Linked DNA regions of Mus musculus: all the other regions are linked to region 1. The links are chromatin contacts, called in public ChIA-PET, HiCAR-type and promoter capture Hi-C maps. All regions are on one chromosome and are shown on one strand. The core of a region is the stretch at or near the end of the contact, and the rest is flanking DNA. Distances in the headings are between cores, read along the strand shown. Region 1 holds the start of Aggf1 (angiogenic factor with G patch and FHA domains 1). Region 2 holds the start of Tbca (tubulin cofactor A). Region 3 overlaps Sv2c (synaptic vesicle glycoprotein 2c). Region 4 has its middle 46 kb from the start of Gm24032.

Evidence for each region. Promoter capture Hi-C pulls out the DNA fragments that hold promoters and counts their contacts. ChIA-PET counts read pairs in DNA pulled down with a chosen protein or histone mark. HiCAR-type assays count read pairs that join an accessible place to other places.
Region 2: a HiCAR-type map of fibro-adipogenic progenitors shows a contact between it and region 1, with 4 times the contacts expected there. The contact joins the promoter of Tbca here to the promoter of Aggf1 in region 1. A contact is called at or near these places in 2 of 39 promoter capture datasets (the C10 cell line and pre-B cells), 3 of 484 Hi-C or Micro-C datasets (CD4 T cells, double positive thymocytes and erythroblasts) and 2 of 115 datasets of contacts at active chromatin or transcription factors (fibro-adipogenic progenitors and memory CD8 T cells).
Region 3: a contact with region 1 is called in a promoter capture Hi-C map of fetal liver, with 3 times the contacts expected there. The contact joins the enhancer-like site here to the promoter of Aggf1 in region 1. A contact is called at or near these places in 7 of 39 promoter capture datasets (HPC-7-derived erythroid cells, embryonic stem cells, fetal liver and 3 more), 5 of 484 Hi-C or Micro-C datasets (CD4 T cells, the G1E-ER4 cell line and embryonic stem cells), 2 of 115 datasets of contacts at active chromatin or transcription factors (embryonic stem cells and memory CD8 T cells) and 1 of 9 other capture datasets (liver).
Region 4: an RNA polymerase II ChIA-PET map of memory CD8 T cells shows a contact between it and region 1, with 29 read pairs. The contact joins the enhancer-like site here to the promoter of Aggf1 in region 1. A contact is called at or near these places in 3 of 39 promoter capture datasets (HPC-7-derived erythroid cells, embryonic stem cells and pre-B cells), 2 of 484 Hi-C or Micro-C datasets (the G1E-ER4 cell line and embryonic stem cells) and 1 of 115 datasets of contacts at active chromatin or transcription factors (memory CD8 T cells).

Annotation. Positions count from the first base shown.
Region 1 is chr13:95,374,100-95,376,799 of GRCm38.p6, forward strand. It overlaps Aggf1 (angiogenic factor with G patch and FHA domains 1), which reads right to left and starts at 1,258. Exons shown (of 14, transcript NM_025630.3): 1 at 747-1,258. The coding sequence starts at 959.
Region 2 is chr13:94,787,415-94,790,344 of GRCm38.p6, forward strand. Tbca (tubulin cofactor A) reads left to right here and starts at 1,506. Exons shown (of 4, transcript NM_009321.3): 1 at 1,506-1,588. The coding sequence starts at 1,536.
Region 3 is chr13:95,960,067-95,962,766 of GRCm38.p6, forward strand. Sv2c (synaptic vesicle glycoprotein 2c) reads right to left here. Exons shown (of 13, transcript NM_029210.1): 13 at 1-1,397. The coding sequence ends at 1,214. Among named protein-coding and RNA genes, the nearest start is that of Gm24032, 64 kb to the left of the region's middle. Within about 2 kb of position 1,420, at least 126 of the 459 cell types and tissues checked have an H3K27ac peak or open chromatin away from gene starts, as enhancers often do. A contact at or near this core is called in the G1E-ER4 cell line, fetal liver, hematopoietic stem and progenitor cells and 2 more, where this site is marked.
Region 4 is chr13:95,941,594-95,944,505 of GRCm38.p6, forward strand. No RefSeq gene overlaps it. Among named protein-coding and RNA genes, the nearest start is that of Gm24032, 46 kb to the left of the region's middle. Within about 2 kb of position 1,253, at least 58 of the 459 cell types and tissues checked have an H3K27ac peak or open chromatin away from gene starts, as enhancers often do. A contact at or near this core is called in memory CD8 T cells, where this site is marked.

The DNA.
Region 1 (2,700 bases), core at 8-2,507:
TCCTACAAGTGAACCCAAGAGGATAACTGAGGTCACCTTACACATGGAGTATGTTCAAGAGTGTAAAACTAAACTATGTTCCTGCTTTTAAACGTCACTGCTGTACACTATTATCACCCTGACTTTATAAACAGCAGGGAAACACGAGGTAGGAAATGGCATTCTAAGTTCTCAAAAGGGGATGGGTGGGTGTTGGCTCATGCCTGAAATCCCAGCCTAGGAGGGAGTCTGAGTTTGAGTCAAACTTGGGCTGCATTTTAAGACCTAAGCCAGGCTGACCTGCGTAGATTCTCAATTGAATCCCAAATGTGTGTGTTTGGGGGGCGAAGGGGGGGGGCGGTGGAGAAAAATGCAAGCCCACAACCTCAGCACTTGGGAAGTGTTGACATGGATCAAAAGTTGAACTTCAAGGTCATCCTCTGTTACACAGCAAGTTCAAGGCCCCAAATGGAGATTTCGTATCAACCAAAATAAGAATTAAAAACTCAACCAAACAAAACAAATAACAAAAAACTCTTAAACGTGACCCCCCCCCCCAAATAAATGCGCCCATTGCCAGTAGGACAGACGATCAAGACCATGTAGCCCATGCTGAAGTTCATTCTCGCCTGCCCTGAGACAACTGCCCAAACCAATTGGCTGGCACTGGCCAACTGGCTCCACAGGTCTTTGGGATTTTGACCAGCTCTGGGCTGTCATGACTTCCCAGGGTCCGTGGAGCAGGTCTGGCCCCGGCAGCCGCGTACCTGCGTGCGGAGCTCCTGGTTGTCGCTCTCGGCGTTGCGGTAGAGTCGCTCCGTGTGCTGCAGCAGCTTCTCCACCTCCCGCACCTGCCTCCGGCAGCTCCGCAGCTCGCGCTCCAACTTCTCCACCTTCCGCCTGAGCTGCGCCAGCTCCGGCTCCGGAGAGGCGGGCGGCGGCGGAGAAGGCGAAGGCGGCGAGGGCGCCTCGGAGGCCATGCGGCCGTGAGCGCCGAGCCCGCGGGGCGCGGACCGGGCTGCTTAGGACGACACCGGGGCCCACTGGCCCAGGGGCCACTGGAGCGCGCGGGCTGCGAGGGGCGGCCTCACGCTCGGACGACCGCAGCGGGCCCCGGCCATGTCGCCCCCGAAGACGGCGGCCGGGACTGCGAGCTTGGGGACGAAGCCGACTCTACCCGGGCCGCGCGGACACCCGCCCGGTGACAGTCTCCGGGAAGCCAGCGGACGGGAGAACTAAAGCGAACCCAGCGGAAGCCTCTAGTTCCGGGCTGAGCCGGAAACGCTAAGCCGGAGGAGGGCGGAGCCAAGACGGAAAAAGGAAGCGACGGAAAGCTAGAAGGGTCTGATCGCGCTGGTACACGGGGCTAGGAGCTGGGTACAAATTGGTGTTTATGTGCCCAAACAACGGCCTGTGTTTTTACTTCCGATTGTTTCCCTTGTATTGTAGTGTAGGAGTTTGAGTCCGATTGGTGAAATGTTTCCCCATTCAAAATCGAGGGTTCTTCCAATGTACAAGTATTCTTAGAAGTGCACTTTGTAAGTTCGCCTTATAATGGGAACTTTAACATTGAATTCTCTTCCCAGACTAAAGGGATTCACACGACATAGCTTTGTTAAGAGCATGTCCTTTACATAGCTTTGCAAGACCATCACTATCATCTGTCCCGTTCCTGTTACTGGAGGACTACTTATGAGCTCTCCTTTAGTCTGTTACCATAAAACAACCATATAATCGCGATGGTTCTGTAGGATGCCTTTTTTTTAAAAAAAAAAAAAATATGAATAAAAAAACCTTACTTTTATACATAGTCAGTATGTGACCCAGCAAAGCCACTCCTGACTCCCAGTCAACATATCACAGAGAGACTTGGCATATTAATTATAATAGCTAAGTTACAAAACCCGACAAGGTGACTAACAACAGTGTTGTGAATTAAGGAAGATATGGCATATATACGCAATGTATTTTTAAACGATAAATTAAAATAAAATTAAGTTATTTGTAGCAAAATGGTTTATATTTACAAATAGATATATCTGGAGATACGGAATTAAGCCAGTTCCAGAAAAGCAAATACCATGTGTTTTCTCTTACACATGGTTCCTAGGTTTTGTATAGATTTATAAAATCATTTATCTATATTATCTGATCTGCTAATAGCATAAATAGATAAGGATAAAGATAATTATTTTTATGACATGAGAGTAACAGCAACTGTGTAGGGGAAGAGAAGAGATTAGTAAGGGGGAGAAATGAGGCCAAGGTAAAGGAAAGAATATACTTAATGTAAAAAAAGTATGAAAATGCCCTTATGCGACACAGTACTGTGTACAGTGAATATATACGATGGGGCTTTTTAAAAGACTGAAGAGAAGTATTTATTTTCATTTTGTGAATTTTTCCAGTGTTCGGCTACAAAGGTTAAATAAAATCTTTACTCAAAAGTACAGAGTCACATGTGGTGATACAAGCCTGTGATTCAAGTACTCAGAAGACAGAGGCAGGTGAACTGACAGCCTGTGGCAGAGCAAGTCCCTGGCCTGCCAGAGCTGCAGAGCAAGAAAAGCTGAGGCAGGAGGATCCTGGGTTCTTGTCTGGCCTAGGCAACATAGCAATATGCTGTCCTGAAGAATAGCAACAATCTTAGTAAGAAACAAAGAGTTAGGCTTGGGTTTAGCTCAGTAGTAAAGCTTGTGTTAACATAAGTGAGACCCTAGG
Region 2 (2,930 bases), core at 256-2,755, 590 kb before region 1:
TCTGCTCTGACAAGACTGAAGGATGTTCCAGAGCCAGCCATGAAGATGAGAACTGAACTAAGGGTCAGGAGAGGCCAAGAGCATCAAGTGAAGAACAGAACCAAGAAATGAGGACGCAATGGAGGCCATGCCTCAATTCCTTGGGGGTTGTAGGGGTGCTTCAACAGGAAGAGACTCTAGAACACAGTTCAGGGTGCCTTGTTCTATGCAAATTGTATCTTGGAAAATATGGTGGAGTCAAAAGTTGTCCCATGTCTGCTGTGTTTAGGCATTGTGCTGAATGCCACCCTCTATACACCTGTCACGTGACGTGGGCATTATTTCTTAGGGCTCTTCAAGGAGGTTGAGTGCCGGGGTCCTGTGTTCGCTAAAGGATAGAACTCCACATGTGAGATAGGTGGCTAGTCATTTGCTCTCAAATGACTGAGTCCATTAAGTGTGTAGCAAGAAAAAGGAGATGAACAAATAAATAGCAGGGAGCGGATAGATGACACCATCGAAACAGGTTCTTACAACACCCTGCACAAAGCACTGGAGAAGTCCCTCGGAGTCCCCCAGTCAGAGATTCTCTCTGTGGATGGGATTCTGCCATTTTGTTGCCAGTGTAGGCATACTTTTACACAACTTAAAAAACAAAAACCAAGCGTTTATTTCATACACTTCTGTGTATATTTGCAAGCCACAGTGAACTTGCAGAGGTCAAAGGACAACTTGCGAGAGCTGGTTCTTACACTCTACCACTTTTGAGTCCTGCAGATTGGTCTCAGGCCATCAGGCTAGGAGGAAAGGGCTGCTCCCCTCTAGGCCAAGAAGGTGCAATGCTGTACTGTTTTCTCCCTGTCTCAGGGGTAGGGGGCCAGCATGTCTCAGGACGGGGAGTCTTGCTGGACACTTGAAACAAACTTGCTAAAATTTAGGACAAGAGGAACCTCCTTACTCCCAGAGTCCTCTCTCCATAAACTCAAACATCACAAGACAATTTACATAAGTAACACTCTGGAAAGGGAAGGGACTATATGGAGAAAGGGAACCGGAAGAGGGGGCATGGATTGGAATGTAAAAAAAAAAATTAAATTAAAATTAAAAATTTCTTTTGACTGTCTGCATTATGGTATTTTATTTCATCAAACACAGATCTCTTTCTCCATTTGACAACAGACAGTGAAAACAAAAATTATCCTTGTTAATAGTTTCTAAGTCACACTGTCCATTAAGCAGCTAATCCTGTTCACTTTCTCAGGAACAGAAAGTTTCTTAACTCAGGCTATGGAGACTGAGAAAATAAAAGTGCAGCTTGTGTACAAATCCTGTCCAAGCACCAGGGAGAAGCAGCTGGTATAGGGCTTTGAGAGTCTCCAGCTCTAGGTACCAGCAGTCTAGATGCAAGGATTCCAGGTAAGAGTCGGGAGGCGAGGCGGGGTCGGGCTCTCCAGGTACGCATGCGCGCACTCTGGGCTCCACGCCCACTCCACCGCCCCTTCTGCGCCGGCGCGCCGCGCAGCCCCGCCTCTCCTTCCTGCGGCGCCTTAGGGACCATGGCCGATCCTCGCGTGAGGCAGATCAAGATCAAGACCGGAGTAGTGAGGCGGTAAGGAACGGCCGGCGGCTCCGCGGCTGACGCTCGCTCTTCCCTTCTCACCGCCGGGGAAGCCGGGCGGAGCGTAGGCCCGATGCGGGCGCGGCTTCCAGGCCTCGGCGGGCGGGATGCGAGGGGCCCGCACACGCCTAGGCTGGCGCTGGCAGGGAGCCGCCCTCGGCGCTGGCCCTGCCGCCCTCCGTGCAGGGCTCGGCGCGACCTCGGCGCTGGCCTGGCCGCCTTCCGTGCGAGGCTCGGAGGCGTCCTCCGCGCTCGTAGGCCGGGAGGAGGAGGAAGAGGAGGGCGACCTGTGCCTGGAGGGCCTCGGCCTGTGCGTGCGGGGCGCCGGCTCCCTGAACTTTGCAGTAGGGAGGCGGAGTCCGCCCTGGCCTGGCCTCAGGTGGACTGGACAGCGCTCAAGTTTAAGGGACGCTGAGATCATGGGCCTCACTCAGAATACACAATGGCGGGGCCCTGGCCTCTGACATGGCTCACTTCCAGAGTTTGGGAACTGGGGCTTGAACGTGAGCACCTCTGCAAACTTCTTCCCCGAAGCTCGCCCCGGAGCTGTGGGCTGCTGCCTCCCAGGAATAGGCCAGGCCAGTCTTGTGACTTGCCTTGACTCCCGACTGTACATATTGCAGTGCTCATTAGAACTAGTTTTGTTCAGACCCAAGCTGATCATACCGAAACATTCCAAGGGAAAAGATACACAGCCTCCTTACGAAGCAGATCGTTCTGCAGGGGAAATAGCTTTTTTTCCTGTTGCTCCATCTCTCCACCGTTTATTGATATTCCATCAGAGGGAGGTCAACCCATAGAGGAGAGAATCACTTTTAGAGATACTGCCCGAGTTTTAGTACTTCGAACGGTACTTTGGAAGCTTTTATTACAAAGGCAGCTAGGGTATGGTAGGGGGGCGGGGCGGGGGTGAAGGTGGGGGGGATAGACAGTCGGTTCTGAATTGTGCCTGACTTCAAATCTGGTTTTATGTATTCTGGAACATATTTCATCGTTGTACTGTGCCTCTTCTTACTGAATTTGGAAGATAGAGTCCAAATTCTCCCTGAATTCAGTTTTTGGAAGAAATACCTGCTACATTTTTGATACAGTGTGATTCAAATAAATAAGATACACCATATAGGTTTTGCTCAGTACATGTTTATGAGTGCAGTTTTCAGAATGTGGCTGAAGTCACACTTCAGGTTAGTAGCAGAGCAAGCAAATGAAACAAGGATCCTGGCTCCAGCTGGGATGCGGTGATAGAGCATTAGACTGTGTGATAACACAGGAGGGGAATATGAGATCTATAGCATACAGTAAGTAATCCGCGCTGTCCCTCAGCCCACACGTT
Region 3 (2,700 bases), core at 170-2,669, 590 kb after region 1:
AGGCTGCAAATCTACAAGGAGGCTTCAGATTTCAAAGACGCGTAAAAGGATGGGCCTGGGGGAGGGGCACCGGGCAAGAGACTCGAAGGTCCTTTAGCTGACAGCTGGCCCGTGGGAACGTCCTGCTGACCCCTCCCTCCTTCCATGCTCAGGAAGATTCCAGAGGTAAAACAGATATTCACCCACCAGGAAATGCTGTCCTGCCTGCCGGAGGGTTGCTGGGGAGAGCAGGCAGGCTCAAAAACTGTCCAGAGACAAGGCTAGGAGCCCACAGCCTGGGGACACTGGAGGGACATGACCTGATGTGGAGATTTGGGCTAAAAATGTAACAGTGGACAGTTGATCAAAGGAGGGTGGGTGGTGTTGACCCGCAAGGGACCGTACAAGAGAGGCTCCCGTCTGTGTTTCCCAAATGGCTTTGGTTGTGAATTCCAATTTCTATCTAAAAATCTGCCTTGTGCTGCTCAGGTAGGGTTTCGTTGCCAAGTGGGGATAGACTTTAAACTTTTCTTGTTAACAAAACCACCCTAATCATCCTGCCCAAAAGAGCCCCGCCCAGAAGTGCTTGGTGTCACACAATTGTCTTGAAACCCCCTGCTGTAACAGCTAGAGTGGCTGGCAGGCTGTCTTTTTTCTAAGAAAACAGGAAGTATCACTCGGTATGAGAAAAAGAAAGAAAGAAAGAAAGAAAGAAAGAAAGAAAGAAAGAAAGAAAGAAAGAAAGAAAGAAAGAAAGAAAGAAAGAAAGAAAGAAAGAAAGAAAGAAAGAAAGAGAGAGAAAGAAAGAGAGAAAGAAAAAAGAAGAAAAAGAAATCCCTTTCCTCAGCACAAAATTATGCCAATTTAAACTTCCTGTTAGTAGAGCGTCGCCAGCAGGGTCTATTTCTTACACCAGCACAGACTTTTTAGATTCTTGGTGAATGTAGTCCTTGGGGAAGCCTGGTCAACTGAGACATTTTAGGAACACTTCCACTGGGCACTGAGAAGCAGGAACATCACAGTTAGGAAAAGCTAACAGTGCACGGGGGGAGGGGGGGCGGGAAACCCTGCAAATCACACTGGCGGGGTAAGACAATACGCAGCTACACGTTACATCACAGCAAAAGTTTGTGTTCTGATACTTGGCCACCTTTCTATACATTAAAACTCTGAAGCTTTGAGTCAGGCAATACGACCGACCCACGGTGGGAGGAAGGGAATGGCTTTTGTCACGTCACATCAGAACCTGGGTTCGTGTGTCGGGCAGGCGCAGCCCCACGAGTCCTCCACACACGAGCACAGTGGAAGCCAGCAGGATGGGGATGGCTTTGGTGATGCTGACCAAGGAGCCGAAGATTAAGTTTCCCAGGACGGCCGCCGCTTTACAGAGGGCGTTCAAGAAGCCGAAGCCCGTTGCTCTGCAAGGGACAGAAACACAGTCAAGGTTTAGAAAATGATGCTCGGGAGTCCAGCTTTAAACTTACACGTTCTGCGCAGTCACCCTGATGGTCTTTACGTGGTTTGTGCCGTATGTTAGTGAAGCAGATAATTAAAATGCTTGTTAGCAAACGCGGAGGCAGAGAAGCCAGCTGTCACTGCTGCGGCCGGTCTCCTGATGACGTACGTACGACTCTACTGACTCTTATTTTGGTACAGAAGAAGAAAAAAAAGCTCTTTCTTGGTCCAATGTGTTGGAAGGATGGTTCTACTAAGTAAAAGTTAATTTCACTCCGTGTAAGTCCTCTCAGGATAAAAGCAGGCTTAAAGCCTCTTTCCGTAGGAGTCAGCTAGCCTCTGCTTAGCTTGGGAGAAGCTGGGCCACCTCCTCTGTCCAGGGAGTGGGACTGGGCGATCTAGCAGGCTCTCAAGTCTTTACAAAAGTGACTTGTTATTTGTTTTATAAGTGTCCAGAATCTTGGTGACACCTCTTAAATAGAGGAAATAAGGAAATTCAAATTTTGTTCCAGTATAAAATACAACTGCCGTCTGTCAGACACTATCAGCCTGCTTCTCAGCGACTCAGCACCTGTAGTTTACTTACGTCAGCATCCAGTGCTGTGCATTTCGACCATAGCTAAGAGTTCCCACCACCGCTAAGAGTTGCTATGCAACACAGACCCTTTAAAGGGCATCTGTCAACATCACGGTGTGTGTGTGTTCTCTCTCTCTCTCCCTCTCTCTCTCTTTCTCTCTCTCATTTTGTCCCTCTCGTTTTAACTGTCTCTCAGTCTGTCTGTCTCATGTCCCCACTCTGAGACTGTTTTTGCTACCCCACCCCCAAACCTCTTGCTTTAGGTTTGTTGCACAGGGTGATCTCTTAACAGCACACCCGGACCCACCCAGGTCCCTTCCAATGCTTTACCCTATTGATAGTGATTTGGCAATGGGTTTCTTTAGGATTATTTTATTTTCATTTTCCTCTTATTAGTTATCTAAATGAATATTCCTAGATTTTATTTTTATACTCATTTATTCATCTAGTGTGTATGTGGAGATCAGAGACCTTGCAGGAATCAGTTAGCACTTAACTTACAATCCTCCTGTCTCAGCTTCTTGAGAACTATGATTATAGGGTATTTGCTGCCAGGTCAGTATAATGTGCTCAATTTTAAAAACATTTATTTATTTATTTATTTACTTACTTACTTACTTACTTATTTCTTTATTTATATGAATACACTATTGCTGTCTTCAGACACACCAGAAGAGGACATCAGATCC
Region 4 (2,912 bases), core at 3-2,502, 570 kb after region 1:
GAGAGAGAGAGAGAAGCTCGACAGGAATTCCATGTTGTATGTGACCCTGGGAAGAAAGGGAAATTATTTCTCATCCTTGGGGATTCTCATATCCCTGCTTCCTGCCTCTTCTCTCTTCTGTCTCTGCTTTCTTTGGGGAATGAAGGTCTGTAGTTTGTAAAGCTACGGTGAATATGGTGAAACTCCTCCAGTTTCGCTTGTTTTCACTGCTTTATAATTTCAAATTGTGTTTACTGTGCTGGGAATCAAACCTAAGGCCTTGCTCATGCTGGGTGAATCTCTATCACGGAGTGGCTCCCATCCCATCCCACCCCATTCCATCCCTTCATTTGCTTTTCTTCCAGTTGGAGGTCTAATCACTGAGCACTGTTAGCTTTGCTGCAGTTAACACCTCTGCCTTGTTGGTCAAGATGATAAATGTTGCTTAAGTTAAATTTCAGGAACTTGGAAGGAACTTGGCCAAATGGAAACCACAGGTCCTTCAAGTTCCCTAACAAGTGTCTAATGGGTGACCTTCTGACATCAGAGGGCCCAAACTACATGCTCAGAACATGTAATGGCATTTTCTATGGAGAGCCGAACAGCACGTATGTGCAGAGTGCTGGTCCTTTATTTTACTCTGGTCATCTTTCCCTGTACATCACGCCAGCCTACATCTTTATTCTATGGGGTCTCTTGCCTTGTTGCAGACCTGAGGCCAGCTCTACTGTCTCCGTAGCATTGGCTGCTGTTTGGAAGCTCATCGTTTCAGAGATCAGCATACTGTGCAAAACCAGTTCAATAATAATGGAGGAGGCAGAGCATCTTCCTGTGTTACAGATTTTTTTTTCTTATTATTCTTTCCTCTAGTAGCTGCAGGGTCCTAGAAGAAAATCTCTCTCTCTCTCTCTCTCTCTCTCTCTCTCTCTCTCTCTCTCTCTCTCTCTCTCTCTCTCTCTCACACACACACACACACACACACACACACGCACACGCACACACACACACACACACAAAATGGAATAGGGGAAATGATAACTTAGGACACTTAGATTTGTGGCTGTTCAGCTCTTGCAGCATTTTAATCAGGCAGCTCTCAGAGCAGCCTGTGAGGAGGAGGGATTCACCAGCGGGAGCCTGGTGTCTGATCAGGGACAGACCTCAAGGCTCTCACAATGCTGTCAACAAGAAGCTGCTTTCAGCTGTGTGTGTGGGACCTCCCTTACTTGTACCTACTTAAAGCAAGTCCCCAGCTGAACCCATGGGGGTTCTTGTGGTATGCGGGTTGTGGCACATGCCTCCAGTCCCAAACTCAGGAAGCTAAAGCAAGAGGACTTCTGTTTGAGGCCAGCTTTGGCTACATTTGATCTTGTCTTAGAAATCAAGGACTGGGGATGTTTCTCAGTGATAAGAATGTCTAGCAAGCCCCTGGGTTCAGTCCCCAGCATTGAGGGCTGTTGTAGCTACCAAAATAAAGGCTAAAAGCATGTGTGTATTTTTGTGTGTTCTTGTTGGAAGTCAAGACTTTGGCGGATTTGTTGGTTTGTTTAGACAGGGTTCTTGTTCTATAGTCCATGCTGGCCTACTATTTCCTACGTGTGCTCAGGGCAGCCTTCCAGGATAGGCAGTCCTTCTGCTCCAGCCTCCCAAGTGCTAGTTATGTGTGAGCTGCCATGCCTAGCTCTAAAAGTTTAGTGGTACATAGAGTCAAACTCTCATGTTCGGTCTCCTCTGGAACAGCTAGGTATTGGATTAAGTGTGTCAGGGAGACACAATTGAGTTGGTGTGGCATTTTTGACACAGTGCCCCCTGTTCTGGATGCCACAGGAAGTCAGCCACAGAGCAGGCAGATGAGACAGGAAGGTAGGCACTCCAGATCTTCCTGCAGGCCAGAGGCACTCACTCTGTAGAGGTCTGGAGTGTTATATCTAATGTCTCGTGGTGGAGTCCCTCTAGGAAGGCAGCTGTGTCACCCAAAGTGGGCATGCAACGGTCCCTCCCCTTGCCTCCATCAGGACAATTCCAGAACTCTCTCCATCCTCACAGAGCCTCCCACTACCACACACTAGAGATTTCTTCCTGCCATGTCCTTCTGTCTTCTTAGGCAGCTATTCCAAGAGCACTCATCAACAGACAGCTAAAATCTCTCTTAATCTGTTTCTAGGGAAACCTGACCTGAGAAGGAAGCATGGTAGAAGGGCCTTGTAGGTTAAAGGGGCAGTATAATTGTTGCCTGGCAGCGCGTTGCCTCTAGTTGATTTCTGTGTACTCGGATATGGAAGGGAAGGAGGCAGTTGCAGGAATCAGACCCGAGATGGCCGTGAATGTGTATACCAGGAGTCTTTTCATTCTTTGCCTATTCACACAACAGATATGAATCCCGTGGCTGCTGTGTGTAAGGCATGGTCCAAGGCACCTTACTACAAATGCAGACCCAGTGGGATGTGGCTTAATCTCTTTCCTCTGAGATGGATGTGAGGGGAAGTGAAATTATAACCATCACTAAACAGGACCACAGTGACTGTCACACAGTGGGTGCTGGGCTTGTAACTCTTTTCTCTTCCCTCTTCCGCTCCTATGGTAGCATAGCAGGGGACTCAATGAGGCATAGGCACCAACTCATCATCAGGATCACACCGAATGATTCCCTGGGGTTACTGCTGCTAGAGTGTTGGATCTAGAGCAAATTGCTGAAATTTCAAAAAATTTGCAATGGGGTTTAATCACAACCATTGTTAAAAGTTAACTCATGGCCTGGCGAGATGGCTCAGGGGGTAAGAGCACTGACTGCTCTTCTGAAGGTGCTGAGTTCAAATCCTAGCAACCACATGGTGGCTCACAACCACCCATAACGAGATCTGACGCCCTCTTCTGGTGCATCTGAAGGCAGCTACAGTGTACTTATTTATAATAATAAGTAAATCTTTGGGAAA